3 separate regions of the Sus scrofa genome follow, and regions 1 and 3 are each linked to region 2. The links are chromatin contacts, called in public HiChIP or PLAC-seq maps. All regions are on one chromosome and are shown on one strand. The core of a region is the stretch at or near the end of the contact, and the rest is flanking DNA. Distances in the headings are between cores, read along the strand shown.

What was found. HiChIP or PLAC-seq counts read pairs in DNA pulled down with a chosen protein or histone mark.
Region 1: a contact with region 2 is called in an H3K27ac HiChIP or PLAC-seq map of alveolar macrophages. The contact joins two enhancer-like sites. A contact is called at or near these places in 4 of 47 Hi-C or Micro-C datasets (blood, epiblast stem cells, liver and 1 more) and 1 of 2 datasets of contacts at active chromatin or transcription factors (alveolar macrophages).
Region 3: a contact with region 2 is called in an H3K27ac HiChIP or PLAC-seq map of alveolar macrophages. The contact joins two enhancer-like sites. A contact is called at or near these places in 3 of 47 Hi-C or Micro-C datasets (embryonic fibroblasts and omental adipose tissue) and 1 of 2 datasets of contacts at active chromatin or transcription factors (alveolar macrophages).

The regions. Positions count from the first base shown.
Region 1 is chr5:7,319,396-7,324,508 of Sscrofa11.1, forward strand. It overlaps EP300 (histone acetyltransferase p300), which reads right to left. Exons shown (of 32, transcript XM_001929213.5): 24 at 4,168-4,235; 25 at 2,173-2,323; 26 at 1,900-2,046; 27 at 1,077-1,190; 28 at 145-310. Among named protein-coding and RNA genes, the nearest start is that of L3MBTL2, 44 kb to the left of the region's middle. Within about 2 kb of position 1,711, at least 4 of the 83 cell types and tissues checked have an H3K27ac peak or open chromatin away from gene starts, as enhancers often do. A contact at or near this core is called in alveolar macrophages, where this site is marked.
Region 2 is chr5:7,553,886-7,559,025 of Sscrofa11.1, forward strand. XPNPEP3 (probable Xaa-Pro aminopeptidase 3) reads right to left here. Exons shown (of 8, transcript XM_021091468.1): 3 at 3,567-3,974; 4 at 1,435-1,637. Among named protein-coding and RNA genes, the nearest start is that of DNAJB7, 18 kb to the right of the region's middle. Within about 2 kb of position 3,581, at least 3 of the 83 cell types and tissues checked have an H3K27ac peak or open chromatin away from gene starts, as enhancers often do. A contact at or near this core is called in alveolar macrophages, where this site is marked.
Region 3 is chr5:7,355,925-7,360,530 of Sscrofa11.1, forward strand. It overlaps EP300 (histone acetyltransferase p300), which reads right to left. Exons shown (of 32, transcript XM_001929213.5): 3 at 4,060-4,236; 4 at 1,103-1,370. Among named protein-coding and RNA genes, the nearest start is that of EP300, 36 kb to the right of the region's middle. Within about 2 kb of position 1,812, at least 2 of the 83 cell types and tissues checked have an H3K27ac peak or open chromatin away from gene starts, as enhancers often do. A contact at or near this core is called in alveolar macrophages, where this site is marked.

The sequences.
Region 1 (5,113 bases), core at 461-2,960, 240 kb before region 2:
AGTAGTAATTTAAGAAAATAACCCCCTCCATTATCAAATTAGCTTAATTTCACAACATAAAGGAAGGAGAATAAACACAAGATTTTTAAGATGGTAAAAACGGCAGAACGCAGAGCAGCAGCAGTCCATCACCGCACTCCTGACCTTGTAGTCGTGGACAATTCGCTCGGACACGGCCTTGTCGAGCATCTTTTTGTACCACTCCTGCAGTCGCTTAGGCTTGGGTATCTTCTGGTCGGGGGGATGGCAATGGAATATATAGTCATCTCCCTCACTTGGGGGACATGCCCAAATATGCCCTGTTGTATATCTAATAATACAAAGAGGAGAAACATACAAAAGAAAAGGTTACCCCGACCAGAAAGAACGCTACACTTTAAATCAAAAGTGGAGTCCGTTCGGAAACCAATGATTTCCCCAAGATCACACAAAGTGTGCAATCCACATCATATAAAAAGTCTTGTGCCAGAACTAGGCAAAATCTATGATCATAAAACCGTAAATTTGTATTTAAAGACCAAAGAAAAGGTATAATGCAACACAACACTGTCGATCAAATACACTTCAATGAAACTTTAAAAAATGGGGGGGGGGGGGGATAACGCAAAGGAAAATGAATCCATGTCAACAAGAGAGCTAAGTGAAACGCAAACTGCAAGGTGAGATGCTGAATATTCTCAGGCACCCTGAAGGTAAGGAGCCAGTCTGACAAATTTTTCTATCTCCAGACCTTAGTTTGATTTTGATACTCAAGTGTAAAAGCATCAAGTACAGTTTAAGATTCTGGCCTTAAATGAGTATCAATGTTCAAATCAAACCGTTTAACTGAACAAAACACATTAACCTGGGATGGGTACAACTAGGGTTAAGATAGCCATTTCTTTCCCATTGGCAAAATTAACATCAAAGGATCTCTAAGTTGAGATTATAGTTCCACTAGATGAAAGCCAAAGTGCAAAAAGTCACACATTTCCATGTTTTAACCTTTCTCTCACCATACCACCACAGTGGTGACTAGTTTAAAACTAATTAAACAGATTGTTTTTAAAAACAGCACTTGTTTTTTTTATGCTTACCCTAGTTTCTTGACGTACTCCAAATATCCAATTAGAATTTCATGATACACTGCAGTCCTCAAGCATTTAGGACGGAAGAAATGAACGCTGTCGAGGTATGATATGTACACTCTCCTGTACCGAAGGGGAGAAAGAAACCAAGTCACAGGAGTTCTCCTCGCTTTTGCCATTTGTAATGCTCATCACACAATATTACAGTTCTTTAGGACAATGACTAGATTGGGAGCCCTTTAGGGACGTTTAGTGGGCCCGTGGCTCTATTATATCTCAGTACCTGGCAGGGCCTGAGACACCGTATCGCCCGTCAGTACTGACTGAGCTAGATATATTCTGGCAGCACTCATTTTGGAAATGGAAAACTCTAAACCATACTTTATCCCCTTTGTATGACATTCTTTCATATACACCTCAGCAAGGCAGCTGACACAACCTGGATTTTTAAGTACAGTTTCTGAAAAGTAGTCATTTTTTTCCCATTCTGAACTTTAGGCTGCTATTCATATTCCTTTCCTTATTGCCACGGCCACAGTATTTTGTTTTTGGCTTTGCTCGTGATGTGGGGATATTCCTGGGCCAAGGATCAAAACTAAGCTACAGCAGTCACAACGTTGGATCCTTAATCCACTGGGCCATGAGGGAACTCTCTGAGCAGCGTTTCCTGTTTTGCTTTTTGTTTTGGTTTCACTTTAGCACTGTGCATTTGAAACCTTGGATTTCCAAAACAGGCACATCAAACAATTTCTCATCCATCATGCTTGTTCATCTTACGGTAACTTCAATCTCGCAGGCAAACAAGAAGTAGCCGTAGCATAGCAAACCCTACCTCTGGTTGGGTGGAGGGCAGTCAGAGCCGTACTCCTGAACGTGCATGCCGAAGAAGCACAGGTCAACCCCATCGATCTCTTCGAAGGCAAAGAGGGCTTTGGTTCGATACGGAAAAGATTCTGCCATCTCTCCACTGTCTACAAACCTGTACAATTCATGTTGGAGGGAAAAACCACAACATCCCACTCAGATTAGAATCAACAGTAACCACGTTCGAGCATTCGAGCAACAGTGGAGCCGCATGAGAAGAAAAGGGGGAATCCTTTGATACCTTGCTTTCATTCCTGGTTTGACTTCCACAGTTTTGTCAGAAGCATGAACTACTCGAACAGTGACCTCTCCCGACTCAGGGTGATTTTGTCGCCTCAGAAAATCATTCACACGATTCTCCAGAAAGGTGCCAAGCCTGGTAGATGGCAACCCTAGGAATGCAAACGTTGAAAGTTCAGCAGTAACCAAGGTGCAAATTTATTACTGTCAGTCTTAAGGTTCAAACCAAGTCTCATTTCTGGTTCTCAATACTAATAGGATACCTTGCTGGATTTTGTTAAGTTAGCAATGTAGCCAATACCTAGAAAGATAAAATTTAATGTAGAAAACTTCACAAGTCTGTGTATCATCTTTGCAGAGGGCCATGCTAATCTTCTCGTATCATTCTAATTTCAGTTCAGCTCAAACAAAACAAGCAGGGTAGTGAATACTTCTTTTTTTTTTTTTGTCATTTCTTGGACCGCTCCCTTGGCATATGGAGGTGCCCAGGCTAGGGGTCTAATTGGAGCTGTAGCCACCGGCCTACGCCAGAGCCACAGCGTGGGATCTGACCTACACCACAGCTCACGGCAACGCCGGATTGTTAACCCACTGAGCAAGGCCAGGGGTGGAACCCGCAACTTCATGGTTCCTAGTCGGATTGGTTAACCACTGAGCCACAACGGGAACTCCGGGGTAGTGAATGCTTTTTAAATGTTATTTCTCACGTTTTACTTTGAAAATATTTTCTTTTTTTTTTTTTTTTTTTTTGTCTTTTTGTCTTTTTTTGTTGTTGTTGTTGCTATTTCTTGGGCCGCTCCCGCGGCATATGGAGGTTCCCAGGCTAGGGGTCAATCGGAGCTGTAGCCACCGGCCTACGCCAGAGCCACAGCAACTCGGGATCCGAGCCGCGTCTGCAACCTACACCACAGCTCACGGCAACGCCGGATCGTTAACCCACTGAGCAAGGGCAGGGACCGAACCCGCAACCTCATGGTTCCTAGTCGGATTCGTTAACCACTGCGCCACGACGGGAACTCCTGAAAATATTTTCTATTTCAAAAGAGACAAAAGTAAGTCTCCATATGCAATCTGTCCTGATTTCAATATTTAAAAAATAACAACTGTTGAGTGCTGTGCTTCACCTTGCACAGGAACAAAAGCAACCAGGAGAGGAGCAAAAAAAACCATGCAAAGGCATCTGTGAGACGAAAGCTGACTGCCACCCCACCCAACCAAAAAGACCATATAGGTTTTATTTGATTAATTAATTTATTTTGGTCTTTTTAGGGCCGAACCCGTGGCATACGGAGGTTCCCAGGCTAGGGGTTGAATCGGAGCTGTAGCTGCTGGCCACAGCCATAGCAATGCAGGATCCGAGCCGCATCTGGAACCTACACCACAGCTCACAGCAATGCCAGATCCTTAACCCACTGAGTGAGGCCAGGGATCGAACCTGTGTCCTCATGGATACTAGTTAGGTTCATTAACCACTGAGCCATGACGGGAACTCCACTTACCTTCCTTTATATAAATCATCAGGTCTCATGAATTTCACACCAGAAAGTACATCACATAGACCATGGAAAAATTTTTTGATTTTTAATTTGGTTTAATATTTTAAATAATGTTGAAACAAAATAATTCATTTTGGATGTTTATTTTGTTTTTTGGGTTTTTTTTGTCTTTTTGCTATTTCTTTGGGCCACTCCCGTGGCATATGGAGGTTCCCAGGCTAGGGGTCTAATTGGAGCTGTAGCCTCCGGCCTACGCCAGAGCCACAGCAACTCGGGATCCGAGCCGCGTCTGCAACCTACACCACAGCTCACGGCAACGCCGGATCATTAACCCACTGACAAGGGCAGGGACCGAACCCGCAACCTCATGGTTCCTAGTCGGATTCGTTAACCACTGCGCCACGACGGGAACTCCTGGATGTTTATTTTTAACTATGCTTCAGTAAAGTTTTGCCAAAACGTACCTAAGTAAATTTAAGTAAAGTAAGAATAAAACTTACTTTTAGCAGAAAACTTATTTTCTTTTCTAGTCCGTGCAGTTTTCTTCAAACAGCCATCACAGACAAATCTAAAACATAAACCAAGACTTTGCTTGAACAACTCAGAGAAACATTTAATGTCATACATACCATAAAAATCTCTCTTATGTGTATATACAGTTGAAATTTAAAAGACAATCTGGGAGAAATATTTCTAAATACATTATAGAGATTTAATATAACATACAAAGATTTTTCAGAAAATATTAAGAGAGAAAAAGGACAAAAAAAAAAAAATCTAACTGAAAAATAGGCCAAATACATGAGAAAACGTGAAGGGCATAAAAACTGGTTTACATGTGCAAAGATGTTGAAGAATTACAGATTAAAGCAGGAATTTAGTTTTATGGCCTGTCACACTGGCAAACCCTCTATGTGCTACTGGTGGCAATGTAATCAAGTACATTCTGCAAACAGCACTAATCGACTTTATTTCTTGGCTGCAGCACACACCTCACTTGCTGTGGGATCTTGGTTCCCAGACCAGGGATTGAACACAGGCTGTCATGGTGAAAGTGCCAAACCCTAACCACTAGACCACCAGGGAACTCTTAGCACTAACAGATTTTAAACATTACATTCTCTTTCTGCGATTACATAAGGATGTGTGCCTAAGTAGAATTCTTAGAAAAATGGACATTACAGAAGTCAGCAGCTGGCTGATCCTCACTTGCAAGGATCATTGCTCCAAGTCTTTTAATTATTCCTACCAACTCTGTAATTAAGGGGAGCACGATAAAGGCCTATCTAAAGCCATATATACATCAACCACTGCAAATTAGCTTAGTGTTGTTTCCCGGAAATTTGTTAGTTAGCCCCCTCTCCTGTGACCTTCAAACCAACATCAACAGTCAGTCCAAGAAGAGAGCAAAGCAGAGAGCAGAGGTTTTGTCCTAATAAGAATCCC
Region 2 (5,140 bases), core at 2,331-4,830:
GCCAGGTCTGTTTTCCACTCCACTATTCTGCCACATGGAGTAGACTTGGAGACTAAATAATTAGATATATCTAGTTGGGGAGAAGCAATCATGCAGGTAACTTCCATATTTCTACCTGTAGATATTGATACTATTCACCATGAAAAAGAATTCAGAAGAGTCAGGTCTGGTGGAGGGCAGAGCCCAAGTTTACGTACTTAGAGGAAATTCAGGGAGAGACGTCCAGGCAGGACATACGCTCAGCCACAGGCGAGATCAGCCCTGGAGAAAGTCTGACTCCCGTCTCACTTTTCTTTCTGCCACAAATTATACCAGCTGTCTGTAAGAGTTACTTAGCTCTAATGGCAAGGCCCTTTACTTATATTATACCAAATCTGAGTACAACACAACCCAATGGATCAGTATACACAGGCACTAATTATATTTGGGTTGGTCCACAAAAGAAGGAAAATTTTCACTTGGGCTGAGTCACAGAAATAGAGCATAACTATTCTTTGTTTGGTTTCTATTGTTTGTTTTTGCTTTTCTTAGCATAACTATTCTTAAGGAAACTATTGTGCGCAAATACCCAAAAATCTTCCAGAAACATTCCATATCAGAATTGGGAACACTGAAGGAATACAATCACTGACAGCTAGAAGTTTAAGAAAAACAAGGCCAAACTCCATCTCCCTGTCTGTTGTCATTACTGAGTTGCTAGATAAAGGCAACACCATAGACATAATACTTCTAAATTTTAGGACAACACCAAAATAAAATCTCAGGATAACTATGTATAGACAGGTAACAGTGTGATCAGAATACTGTAAAACCTGGTTTTATACCTTATTCAAAGACATCTGGGAAGTTCTCGTTGTGGTGCTGCAGAAATGAATCCGACTAGTATCCATGTGGATGTGGGTTCGATCCCTGTCGTCAGTGGGTTAAAGACCCGGCGTTGCTATGAGCTGTGGTGTAGGTCGCAGACATGGCCCGGATTCCAAGTTGCTGTGGCTGTGGCATGGGCCAGAGGCTGGAGCTCCGATTCAACCTCTACCCTGGGAACTTCCATTTGCCACGGGTGCAGCCCTAAAGAGCAAAAAAATGAAAGAAAGAAAGAAAGAAAGAAAAGAAAGAAAAGAAAGAAAAGAAAGAAAAGAAAGAAAGAAAGAAAGAAAGAAAGAAAGAAAGAAAGAAAAGAAAAGAAAAGAAAAGAAAAGAAAAGAAAAGAAAAGAAAAGAAAAGAAAAGAAAAGAAAAGAAAAGAAAAGGACATCTGATTTGCCTTGCAGGTACTGAGCAAATCTGCAGACACATTCAGTAAATCTCCAAGTAGAAGCTAAACGTCTATGTGCCATGAGATTACTGCATTGGGTACACAATCTTAATGTGCCCACTCAACCCGAAGAGCTGAGATTTTTTCATTTGGAAGCAACTGTTTCAGTAGGAACCCTACCTGTGAGGTCAGCTTCCCAGCAATCTGCATTCGTTCAATTTCTGCAGGAGATTTGATCAGCCTGAGGCGCTGGACCAGCGGCTGCACAGCCCGAACTTTGTTCTTGCTCTTGGCTTTGACCTCTGCCAGCTGCTGCATGTAGTCACAGTGGAGCTGCGTGTGCGAGGGCCTCGTCCAGTCATACCACAGAGTATGGGTCTCAGCTTAAAACAGATTGCAAACAAAACAGCAACAAAAAATTCCACCTGTCACATCATGACTTGAACAAGAGTCAAAACTATAAGCTGTGTAGTGTAGAACTCTAAAGCGTGGAGCACAAGCTCTCTTAAGACTAACGTCATTGGGAGTTCCCGCGTGGCTCAGTGGTTAACGAATCCGACTAGGAACCATGAGGTTGCGGTTTGGTCCCTGGCCTCGCTCAGTGGGTTAAGGATCCGGCGTTGCTGTGAGCTATGGCGTAGGTTGCAGACACGGCTCAGATCCCGCGTTGCTGTGGCTCTGGCGTAGGCTCGTGGCTATGGCTCCGATTTGACCCCTAGCCTGGGAACCTCCATATGCCGCAGGAGCAGCCCAAGAAATGGCAAAAAGACAAAAAAAAAAAAAAGAAAAACAAAAGGACTGACGTCATTGAAGGACAATCAGAAATCACTGGAAAGGCCATTCTCTGAAGATAGCCAAATCCTCTGAGACTGAATGAATATACAACTTTTCTCCCCTCAAACGTCAATGTTCTTCGTAAAGATGATAGATGAGACCTTTAAAGTTTTATTCAAGCTTTTTTTTTTTTGCTTATTTTTCAATATTTATTTTATTAAATATTTTGCTACAGTATACCAACTTTACATTCTTGGAATAAATCCTTGCTTTTTCCCTATGGGACAATTTTTTTTTTTTTTTATTACTCAATGAATTTACTACATTTACAGTTGTACTCAAGCTTTACTTAACTGTTAAAGAAGAATTATGACAATTGTTTTCCACACCACAACTGAGCTAGAGGCATCGCTACATAATTGAACAAAAAAGGACAGAAAAAGTACTCAGCTCATGGTTGTGTTTCATCCCTTACAATTTGAGTACTGGTGAGATTGTATAACATGTGCTAATCCACACTTATCCAGGAAAATCTTTCCTTTCCTGTCTGCCACGTATCTTCATTAGAGACAACCAGAGTTCTCGTTTCCACTTTAGAGACCCAAGAAATGGTCAGTTCTGGCCTGAGATATAAGATAAGGGTCATTACGAAAATCTTTCCCACTTACACCAGGTCTCCACTTGTTCCCTGCTTTTTTTTTCTGACAGAAGCTGATGCGTATTATTCCTAAGAATCTAAACATGAAGAGTGTATATTTTATACAATGTACTTTGGAACAGAACAGGGGAAAAAAAATCCTAAATATTTTGATGGGATATGTATTAGTGATGTAATCGCCTAAATATATCATTTTAAAGTAAAAATGGTTTTAAATGTAGATTATATGTAAAACTCCAATCTTATTTTCAATAGAAATTTAACTATAATTTTTTGCGTGTGTGTCTTTTTTTGCCTTTTCTAGGGCTGCTCCCGCGGCATATGGAGGGTCCCAGGCTAAGGGTTTGATTGGAGCTAGAGCCACCGGTCTACACCACAGCTCATGTCAACGCTGGATCTTTAACCCACTGAGAATCCTGCTTGATTGAGGAGGTATGGAGTGGGAGCTGCAGATTTTACATTTCTGTCATCAGACATTTGTAATTCTATTATGCATCACCAGGTGATTCTGAGGCTGGTGATGAACAGATCATTCTTGAGAATACTTCTTTTTTTAGAAGAGTTGGCAAAAGAAGTAGTCAAAGATCAGTAGACTAGTCAGTCATCTTAAAGAGAGGCCCATGGCTATCAGCCACTTTAAAATTCTCTCTGAGATTTCAAAAGAGACCAGTTAACAGTCTCTCTGAATAATCTAATGAAAAATTAGCAAATGAACGAATGAAATCTTTAAAGTCTTGTGGAAAAGACTTCTATTCTTTCCCTGGTCCCCAGGGAAATGCTGTGATAATCATTTTAGGAAAAGAGGAACTTTGTCTAAACAGGCAGGGAAGGTCTGAGTACCCATCTGGCCTGGGATTTCACTTCTGCTCCCATTTGTTACCTTTCAGTTTCGGTACCAGATGTTGAAATTCCTCCAGCGTATAAGCTTCGTCCACTCCAGTCAGAGCTACTGCTCCATCCGTGCCCGATCGGGGGCCATCCCACAGTTCTCGACTGGGGTCTCTTCGAGGCACAAAAAGCATGGCTTTGTGTGCTGGTAACTGCTTGCCAGGGAGGCTCTGAAGGACCAGGATGCTATCAGGTTCTTGGAATCCACACAAGTACAGGAAATTGTTGTCTTGGTGGAAAGTATAGGGGATATCGTTGCTCATATAATATGTAGGGTTCGACAGCAGAACCACGGTCTGGTCTGTTCCACTCTGCCCTTGCACTTCCTTGTGGATCAGGGACATCAGTTTGTGTCTGCGAAGTGCATATTCCACCTGGGAAAGTCCTGGCGTCACCTCCCCTAGAAATGACAGATAACAGAGATGCTCTGCATTTCTATACTGCCAAAGAACTTAAGACAGCTTAATACTAGATGGAGACACCCAAGTTCATTTCTTCCATTTATGTCAAATCTCCTCATAGTACATGGTGAATGAAGGATATAACGTAGGTTTTAAATTTCTATTCCATTGCAAAAATGTGGAAGAAATGATAAATGTGGTCCTGCCTGAAAACTAGGGTCATGACCTCTTAAGATCTCTTCCAGCTCTTGGGTTCATACTTTTACTCATTCACATATTTATTAAACATTATTACGTGGAAGGCATTGTTAGGCACGTAATACCAGTTGCGCTGAAGTTTCAATACATAAGGTGAGGAAAAGGATCACATTTTATGTGTATGACTTCCCCAAAAGAACGTAAGCTCCATGAAGAAATACAGGTTTTTGTCTGTTTGCTCAATGTTATATTCCCAGGGCCTAGAATAACAACCAGAATACAGTAAGCATTTGATAACTATCCATCAAATGAGATATAATTTTTTTTTTAAAGTCTCATTTGTTTATTTTTTTTTATTTTATTTTTTTAAATTTTCCCACTGTACAGCAAGGGGGTCAGGTTATCCTTACATGTATACATTGCAATTAGAGATATAATTTTTAACACAATAGAGTTTAAGGCCAAAAAGCTCTCCCCAATTTCAAGAGCTAGAATAAATTTCTCCTTCTGAATTTCCAAGGCATAAGAATTATCTTTTCTTTTCCTTTTCCTTTTCCTTTTTTTTTTTGTCTTTTTAGGGGCACACCGGCAGCATATGGAGGTTTCCAGGCTAGGGGTCGAATGAGAGCTGCACCTGCCAGCCTATACCACAGCCACAGCAACGCAGGATCCAAGCCACATCTGCGACCTACACCAGAGCTCATGGCAATGCCAGGTCCTTAACCCACTGGGTGAGGCCAGGGATTGAACCTGCGTCCTCATGGACACTAGTCAGATTCCTTTCCGCTAAGCCATGATGGGAACTCCAAAGAATTATCTTTCTAACAGGCTTTTCACCTTCCACCTTGTATTAACAGCTAGCTGGGTATACACAACCTCTTGGAGGGTCAGAGTCATCTCTGTATCCTTCAAAACTCTAGTAATATTATCTATCTTTTGGGTCTGTCATGAGAATCAAATTTGGTAA
Region 3 (4,606 bases), core at 562-3,061, 200 kb before region 2:
TCTGTCTTTTTAGGGACGCACCCATGGCATATGGAGGTTCCCAGGCTAGGGTTCTTATCAGAGCTGTAGCCTCTGGCCTTTGCCACAGCCACAGCAATGCCACATCAAGCCACATCTGTGACCTACACCACAGCTCACCCCAACATTGGATCCTTAACCCACTGAGTGAGGCCAGGGATTGAATGCGTGTCCTCATGGATACTAGTCAGATTGGTTTCTGCTGAGCCACTACGGGAACTCCCTATTAGCTAACTTATTGATCACACAAGTACTACAAATGTTATTAAACCTCCTGCCTCTTCATAGGGTGTTATTAATATTCAGAGAGGTTATTAACATTCATGGAATATTTATTGATATTTTATAGTTGAGAAAATAGGCAAAAACTAGTTAAGTAATTTGCACAAAGTCACAGAGCATACAAAGAGAGATTCAAACTCAAGCAGTCTGGCTTCAGGAGCCCCTATTTTTCACCACAAAGCTCAGTAATCGACTTGTATTATAAAAATCTATAAAAACAGATTTTTTTTGGGGGGGGGTCTTTTTAGGGCTTCACCCGTGGCACAAGGAAGTTCCCAGGCTAGGGGTTGAAGTGGAGCTGTAACTCCCGGCCTACACCACAGCCACAGCCACACCAAATCTGAGCTGTGTCTGACCTACACCACAGCTCATGGCAACCACTGAGCAAGGCCAGGGATCAAACCCGTGTCCCCATGGGTACTAGTTGGGTTTGTTACTGCTGAGCCACGATGGGAACTCCAAAAACAGATTTCTAATGACTCCAAAAATATGCAAATTATATTAAGTTGTGTAATACTATGTTAGCACTGCCCACATGACAGTTAGCAAACCCTTAATAATATTTAAAGTAGGGCAAATAAAAGTCAGAAGAATCATCACAAAAGGAAAGTCTCTAAAACCGCCTCTCCTACTACCTCTCTAGATACTCCTTCATAGACTGATAACTGAATTGTATCATAACTTAATATAGTGTAAGGCATTATCAGTAAGGAGTCTCAAAATAGAGTAAAGAGAATATGTGATCACTCAACTATATATAAGTATTAAGTGCTGAGCACAAAAACCCTCTGAGCCCACTCACCTTGGCAGGACTTGCCTGACTGGCAGTGTGTCATGTGGTTAAGGACGTTCTTCATTGTACGACAGTGGGGAAGGTTGCACTGCCTCACTTCCCCATTAGCCTGCTCCCGGCGCTGGCACTTGTGAGCATGCAAGAGGAGAACAAGCTGCTGCTGGATAAGCTTGCGCTTCTCTGGATCAGCCGTGTGCGCTCCAGAACCCATCCCTTGGGCTACTGGAGTCACCAGACCTGGCTGCTGGACCTGTGGGGGTGGGGCCTGCTGCTGGCCCTGAGGGATAAAATAATAAAGATACATTTGTTAGGTCTCATAGGGTGCTACCTCCTTAATAAATATGGACTTGCAGATTTTTCAATGAACATCTTTAAGAACTACTATACTGCAGACCCCATTTTTTCTTTTATTAAAAAAAAATTTTTTTTGTCTCTTGTCTTTATAGGGCTACTCCAGTGGCATATGGAGGTTCCTAGGCTAGGGGTCCAATCGGAGCTGTAGCCACCAGCCTATACCAGAGCCACAGCAACACCGGATCCGAGCCGCATCTGCGACCTCCATCACAGCTCACAGCAACGCCGGATCCCCAACCCACTGAGCAAGGCCAGGGATAGAACTTGAAACCTCATGGTTCCTAGTTAGATTCATTAACCACTGTGCCACGACTCGAACTCCATTTCCTTCTTTCTTTTAGGGCCACACCCACGGCATATGGAGGTTCCCGGACTAGGGGGTGAATCAGAGCTACAGCTGCTGGTCTACATCACAGCCACAGCAACGTGGGATCTGAGCTGCGTCTGTGATCTACACCATAGCTCACAGCAATGCTGGACATTCCCTAACCCACTGAGCAAGGCCAGGGATCAAATCCGCGTTCTCCTGAACCCTAGTCAGATTAATTTCTGCTGAGTCATGATGGGAACTCCACAGCAGACCCCATTTTTTGGTATAGGGTTCTAAGACATCTAAGATAAATGATGGCTTCTATGATCAAGAAGTTCAATTTAGGGAGTTCCCGTCGTGGCGCAGTGGTTAATGAATCCGACTAGAAACCATGAGGTTGCGGGTTCGGTCCCTGCCCTTGCTCAGTGGGTCAAGGTTCCGGCGTTGCCATGAGCTGTGGTGTAGGTTGCAGACGCAGCTCGGATCCCGCGTTGCTGTGGCTCTGGCATAGGCCGGTGGCTACAGCTCCAATTCAACCCCTAGCCTGGGAACCTCCATATGCCGCGGGAGCGGCCCAAGAAATAGCAACAAGAAATAGCAACAACAACAACAACAACAACAACAAAAAGACAAAAAAAAAAAAAAAAAAAAAAAAAGTTCAATTTAGTAAGAAAAAAAATCACTACATTACTAAGCAAAGCATGAATAACATACAGAGAGCAAAAGAAAGAGGAGGACATGGCAAACTCCAGTGCAAAGGAGAAAAGGATCTGTAGTGAAGAGAATGTCAAAATTAGGTTTTTAATAGTGAAGTGTTTCTTGAGAGACCTGGCAGGGGTCTTTCAAGTGGGTGAAAAATGAGTTTTTATAAAGTCTGGAAGAAATGTGTTTTCTCCAATAAAAAAGTAAACATTTCCGGTGACAGAGATGCTGTGTTTTATTCATCTTTCTATATCCAGTACTTAAGTGGAGTATCTGAAATATAGGCACCAATGAATATGGGACGGAATAAATATGTGAAATGGAGGAGCTCTCTCATGGTGCAGCAGGTTAAGGATTGGCTGTTGTCACCACTGTGGTACAGATTCAATTCCTGGTCCAGGAACTTCTGCATGGGTGTAGCCAAAAAAGAAAAAGCTAAAAAAAAAAAAAAAAAAAAAAAAAAAATCTGGCAAGAAAATAAAATTCCTTATAGGACAATTTTTCTAAAGATGAACATGGACTACCTGACATATTTACAACTAGAAACAGCTTTACTTTAGAAAAACAGCAACATTAGAAGCTTTGGAGATTTTCCCATAACAAAAATCATTGTTAAAAACAACATATATAGGAGTTCCCGTCATGGCGCAGTGGTTAATGAATCTGACCATGAGGTTGCAGGTTCGATCCCTGGCCTTGCTCAGTGGGTTGGAGATCCGGCATTGCCGTGAGCTGTGGTGGAGGTCGCAGACGCGGCTCGGATCCCGTGTTGCTGTGGCTCTGGTATAGGCTGGTGGCTACAGCTCCGACTGGACCCCTAGCCTGGGAACCTCCATATGCTGCGGGAGCGGCCCAAGAAATGGCAAAAAGACAAACAAACAAAACCATATATATAACTTTGAGAAGGAAATTACTTTTGTGTAATAGAAGATACAAATTAGTAAACATGGTCGTCAGGGTTAGAATCCTTTGCCAGAGTCCTTCCTAAGAGGAAGAAGGTTCTACTTTCTTGTCCTACAGGAAGAATTGCTCACAAAGAGAAGCTACATATAGCAGGACCCCAGAACTTTCACTGCAGCAGCCCCACTTGCTTCTACTTGGACCAGCACCCTTACCTGTCAGTATCTCAAGTGAAAAACCACCACCTGAGGTTGTCAAACCTCAAGTGAAATGGAAGGAAGGCACCGGCTTCCTGATCACAAGAGCCATCCATTACACCCTAATGTATACAGCAGAGACATAAAAGTGTAACATAATGCTTTTCTTTTTTTAATGGCCACACTTCATGGTGTATGAAGTTCCCGGGGTAAGGGACTAAATCCAGCCACAGCTGTGACTTAGGCTGCAGCTGCAGCAATGCTGGATCCTTTTTTTAACTCACTGTGCAGGGCTGGGGACTGAACCCTCACCTCTGCAGCAACCTGAGCTGCTATAGTCAGATTCTTAACCCTATGCACTACAGTGGGTTAAGGATCTAGATTCAATCCCTGCCCTGGGAACTTCTATCTGTCGTGGATGTAGCCATTGAAAAAGAAAATAAAGTAAATAAAAAAACTTTTCAAGTGTCAAAAGACAAATTTGTAGATTGATTACTACCCACCATGTTGGGCATTCCTCCACCAGGAACTGCCTTTTTATCCATTGCAAATGGAGATAAGCTATTTGGTAGTACAGACTTTGTCGGTATCTGGAGACCAAGGCCACTGGCTCCCATCTGCTGTCCAGAATTCTGAGTGTATGGTGAACCGTAAGGATTAGGGTTGTTCATCATTCCCATCTAAGAACAAGAAAAAGGAGAGAAATTAAATCTTATTCCCCCACTAAAAGAATATTACTATAGCTTTTCCTTTTCCTAATTTACAAAGACAAATTCTTTCTATAGATAAACAGACTGTAACCTAGGGGACTCAGGTACAATTTAGAGCTGTTTTCTATAAATATGAGATAAATGCTTTAGAAAAATGTGTGTCTTCATTTAGCTATATCTAAGTAGGGTTTGTCTTTCATCTCCACTTTTTTTTTTCTTTTTGCTTTTTCGGGCATATGGAGGTTCCCCGGCTAGGGGTCTAATCAGAGCTACATCTGCTGGCCTCTGCCACAGCCCCACAGCCATGCAGGATCTGAGCCTCATCTGTGACCTACACCAC